Linked DNA regions of Salmo salar: region 1 is linked to region 2. The links are chromatin contacts, called in public Hi-C maps. All regions are on one chromosome and are shown on one strand. The core of a region is the stretch at or near the end of the contact, and the rest is flanking DNA. Distances in the headings are between cores, read along the strand shown.

What was found. Hi-C and Micro-C count contacts between places; a contact is called where the count stands out from the background.
Region 1: a Hi-C map of gill shows a contact between it and region 2, with 2.0 times the contacts expected there. The contact joins the promoter of LOC106612909 here to the promoter of si:dkeyp-97b10.3 in region 2. A contact is called at or near these places in 2 of 3 Hi-C or Micro-C datasets (gill and muscle).

What each region holds. Positions count from the first base shown.
Region 1 is chrssa09:125,558,133-125,560,832 of Ssal_v3.1, reverse strand. LOC106612909 (tripartite motif-containing protein 59) reads left to right here and starts at 1,417. Exons shown (of 2, transcript XM_014214569.2): 1 at 1,417-1,474. kpna4 (karyopherin alpha 4 (importin alpha 3)) reads left to right here. Exons shown (of 17, transcript XM_014214567.2): 17 at 1-934.
Region 2 is chrssa09:125,386,046-125,388,759 of Ssal_v3.1, reverse strand. It overlaps si:dkeyp-97b10.3, which reads left to right and starts at 1,353. Exons shown (of 17, transcript XM_014214254.2): 1 at 1,353-1,868. The coding sequence starts at 1,819.

The DNA.
Region 1 (2,700 bases), core at 168-2,667, 170 kb before region 2:
TGCACCAGATATGGGTTTGATGCTGTGAAATTCTGACATGACTATTGTCAACCAAATGACTTATATACTCCCCTAGCATGATTTAATGTTTTTTTCTTTCTCTTGAAGCAAAAATCACTGCTTTGCAGTATTGTTGCCATAGCTTTGAGCTTTGACTTATCATAAGGGGAAATGAAAAATGGCAGTTATGTAACATCGATTCATAACCTTTGCATGTACTAAACTATAGCACAGTTAATTAAAACATTTTTTTTTTTGTTTCTTTAGGCTGTGTACACAGTAATTATTATTTTTTTGTAAACTGTGCTGTTTTAAATGTTACATGTCTCCCCCTCCCCTACTGACCTAAATTTCTGATTTGAAGATTAATCTGAACAGTTTTGCACATGTACTGCAGAGTGAGAGGCCTGAAGTCGTTCAAAAGGTGTGGTTAGACTCAAATCATACCTGCTAACACCAACAATATGCATCATCCAACCACAATCTTGTTTTATATTCAGTTGTAGCCATGATCAACTCATGTTGAGCCATTTTAGTGAATTTGAGAAACATTTTTTTTTAAGGGGGGGCAATAATTGTTCTGCCTCTGATGTTGAGGCACCCCTGAGTTGGGGAAAGGTAAGTATCGGGGATTGGACCCCCTAGCCTCGACAAGGTGTCTCAATTATACATGTTGAGCCTTATTCCTTAATCTAAAACTCATGAACAAGTTTGCAGTACCTCCCAACCCCTTGCTCCTTCCCCCTCTTTTCCATTTAGGTGCACAATCTTTCCTTTCTGTTGAACATAGGTTTTTTTTTTTTTAGCAGCAGCAGCATTCCTTGTTAGCAAAGATGTGGTTTCAAAAAAATAAATGGAATGGAAGAAGTTGGTTATCCTGTTGAGTTGGATCTACAGGCTAGGTTGTCTTCAAGAAAATAAATAGTGAAACCTACAGGTATGGTCTGTCTTTTTGTGTTGTTGCCTCAGAGGTTTCATTTAGGATCAGATCTGGCATTTCAATATCTTTGTCAAAAATAACGTCCTTGATGCAGTGCTATGGTGAAAGAAGTTAAGCATAAGTGTATATATTTTTTTCTACATAAACATCTTATCTACCCAGACACGCATGCTCACGCCTCCATCCCTAAAGCCTGCATGATTTTGCCACTTGCCCATAAATTGTATCAATTCGTTTTTCTCGGTCGCTCAGGCTATCAAATAAAATATTAGATTATCCATTTTGTTAATGATGGCGGATTGATTGATTTCTAAGTTTTTCGTGTACGTTTTTTCAAGATTAGTATCGTCAAGCCATTGGGTATCTCACCTTTTTGGTTGCTTTACCAGTGCACTTGATTTCAAGTTTCTTAGAGGCAGGCACATGATTGGAAATAGGCTGTTGTAATTCGCATGCGCACTGAGATACTATAGTCAGGGACCAAACCGAGGACGGATCGGGATCTTCTGCACTTATTCGCGAAGTCCGGGCATCGTGAGTTTTAAAAATAACATACTGTACTTTGAAATGATCGATCCAAGTTTGAAACCGTTTTGAGTTTGATTAAAAATGCACAGTAACCTCGTTGAAATGCAGCCCAAATAACCAGCTGTGTCAGGCAGATACTGGTAGGCTGGACACTACGTTTTTAACAGTGTTTTTTTCTGATAACTAGTTATTTGCATCCGCCGTGGAGCCCAGTTTCATAATATTACCATATGTCCCAGCTGCTTGCCGTAGTTGGAAGTAATTACGAAAAAACATGCCTTATTTTAGGGCATGTTTCACAATGCCAGCTCCTATTAGTTCTATTGAGCACCGTGGAACCTACTCTCATTCGGAACGTTCTATTCCCAGTTTGTTGTTCCACGTCACAATGCCTGCTGCCCACGTTGCTCGTAGTTCAAATGCAAACAACACATTTCCTCATGCAACTCTGAGATCCCATTGTTCACTATAGGGACATGTATGCATGTGTCTATTTAGCCAATATCTCGCTTTTTTTTTATTTTAAGTCGGACACCATTTGTTAATCAGGATGATCTCTTTCTAATTAGAGTTTGGCAGCGTACTCTTGCTGTCATCGATCGCTAGACCAGAAATAGTCAAGTTCACTTTTTTCCCTACCTCGATATGCAGACATAAGCACACTTGGCACCATCAATGTGCGGATGTTGACTTTCTACATGAGTTATGTCTTAAGTCCAAAGAACAGATTGTAGTGGTAAAATAAAAAGGTATAAATTATTTGGTATTTGCTATTTAGGCGAAATTCAGCGTCACTCCAGTCAAAACAGGCTCTGCGATCGTTCGATTCCACCATTTGCTATGGGCTCGCTAGTGTTCCTGCTTAGCCAACGTTCTTTTGCCATTTTTCAGCATTGGGCGAATTTTGACTCGGTTCTATTTTCCAGCCTATACTGGCATCACTGTTTTCTTCCAAAAGCAAAAACTTCCGGCAGCGTTTTTAGTGTCTCAATGCTTTTATTTTGGTAATTAAGATATTATTTATGCCAGAAATATTACGTGTGAACGATGTCCATGTTATAGGCTACTATGTTACAAGCTATGTCTATTGTTGTACATTGCCAACAGTGCCGCACAAATAGGAAGTTAACACTTGTAGCCTAAATTTCGTAATAAATCCAAATTAATCAACACCTTTAAGCGAAATATCATTCTAGACCTGGTCAGACCGCTAAACTGTCAATATTATTTCA
Region 2 (2,714 bases), core at 104-2,603:
ACTATCTAAGATCTACAATGTGCCAAGACCGGTTGAACAGCCTTGCCATCCTTTCAACTGAAAACCAGTTAGCTAGAAAATTATACTTTAAAGACATAAATTAGTTTGCTCAGAAGGCTTGGCACTGGGCTCTTGGTGCAGTGTAACCTGAGTTTTATTTACAGGGAACAAACACAAGGACAAATGCCTTAACCTGTTCTACCCAACCCTGCCCGGGGATGGGCAAAATACTGTTTCAGAGTATTTTCTGCAATGGTTTATCTCCTGTTGAACTTACTCAGGAATGCCCACATAATGTCTTGACACTACAGTTGCAGTTTCACAGATGCTTGTTTTCTGTAGGTACCAGATTTATGCCTGCAGCTCACATAGTTCACAATTTATATTTTATTTTTGGTATGTTATTTAGGCATATATGTAGGAATTATGCATAGGGAAGAAGAGGGTTAGCCTTGTTTGTAAGAATTGGTTATACATTCTTTAATCTGAAATATGGACCATTGGTAATTTCTTCATTTGAACTGACTATAATACCATATATGAAAAAATAATTCACCAATTGTGTAGTTATTTATAATAAAGCATCATAAAAACCTCATGACACAGACCGCTTTTGGAACCAAAAATGTTTGCATTACTGTTAATATAGGCAAAGGATGAAGGTGGAAACTAGAATCTGCACAATTGTAGTATAGAGCAGGAGAAGCTTATAGTTAGTACATTTAATAACACATTGTTCAGTACGTTATTTTAATCTGAAACATTCTGATTTCTATGTTAGGGGCCCGGTAGTGTTTTTGGCAACGCCCAGGCATGTGATCAAGTAATAGCTGACTGGAACCTTCATTGGCAACAGAACATGATAGTGCAATTTTGTTTTGTTTTTATTGTAGATTGCGGTATCTAGTGGTTGATTTCGTGAAATGCAGCCTTACGGGTTTATATTTTCCCGCAAAAAAGTGACCTTTTGACGTGACCTACTTTGGAAAGATACGATGTTACAAACAAACTGTGAGAAATATATACAATGTAACGCCTGTATATCAAAGGTTCTGACCATCTAATACAACGCAGGCAGCAGGATGACTTAATTTCCCTATCAGTAGCCGTATTTGAGCATGAAAGCTGTAAACTTTAGTCATCTTTAATAATTTAAATAATATTGGCCGGCCAGATAATCTTCCTTATGGTACATATTTGATCCCCCCCATCGTAATCAGACAGTTGTCATGGATCAGCCTTGACGGGAAAGGAACCCAGAAGAGCCATGCGTCTTGTTTAGATGAAAAACCCAAACTAAAAGGCGGGATAATATACTCCTCCCACTGAGCAGTTTGTGAACACTTGTATTGCTCCAGGGCTGCGCTAGTGCAGCGATTTGTAAATCATTTGTAATTGTAGACAATGAGTCATCCATTGAAAACATGGTAGTAAGATCAGCATATTTTTTTCCTAAACTCAAATTTAGATTATCATTAGGTAAACTAGCCTATGTTACAAATGCTAAGCCTAAACCTACTATGGGAGAGTGTATTTGTTTGAGATCTCTGTTTTTGGCGAAATTACTTTGTACGTAAAATGATATTTGACCTATTGAATAGAAACAGTTTTGATTATGCGTACAAAAACATGTGTAAATCATAACAATGTCAAAGTGAACCACGAGGGCTGCGCTGAGTTTTACGTCGTCTTTAAGGTATAGTTTTAAAATGAGATGATTGCTGACAGAGATACAGGCAGGTGCTATAACGGAACCTCACGAAGGTGGCAAAACGACCAAAACAAAACCTAAAGTGAAAGTTCCTCAAAGGGCACATAATGGTGGCGAAGATGGCGAGCTGCGGAGCCACTTGTCACCTGGATGAAGGGTAAGCATCATAAATACATAGCAAAATAACGCCGAGGTTTAGAGCAGCCTATGATTGCATGAGGTTGCATTCACTGACAAAGGATACGCGCGGAAATGTTTTGTCTAATCCCGAAATAGCTGCTTTGTTGTTGCTTGCTACCCTCGCTGGATCTTAGTTCTCGATTTATAAAGAAACATTTAAGACCCCAAATAGTTGCAACCATGTAATTTGATGTAATTGAATACACAGATCCCAAAAAATGAAAGGAGGGGACGCCATGATCGCTTTGTAGAGCACATGATGCTCTGTTGACTGATCATAACACAAGCATGCCCATCGCCAAGCACTATGGCTATACCGCGATTTACATCTATAGAACGATGTTATTCTGTAGGCCTACCCAATGCAACAATAATGTTGGGTTTCTCAGTTAAAGCTTCTCTTTTAATTTGAAAGCAAAACCACTTGCATGTATCTAGCTTTGTTGGTATATGTATAGGAGTATATATGTACCAAAAGGTAGGTATAGATTAATCTTGAATTACATAGGCTATTGGGACTTTTTCCAGTGAAACTTAATAATCAAGGACATTTTTTTTTTTTTTTTTACCCATATCACTTTTATAACCACACGTGTTACTGCAATGGTGGTAATGTTTCGTACCGTAAAATGTAGTTGTATAAATGTAGAAAATGTTCTACATTGTCTCCTTCGTGTCGTAAATAATGAATAGTGTTTGTGTGATGAGTAACCATGAACCCGAGGGAAGTGAAACGTGAGAGATATGAATCGGGTGACTTGTATCCAAGGGGAACACTAGGCCTATCGTTCGTGTGGTTGTCTGGTTTCTATCACGCCAGAGG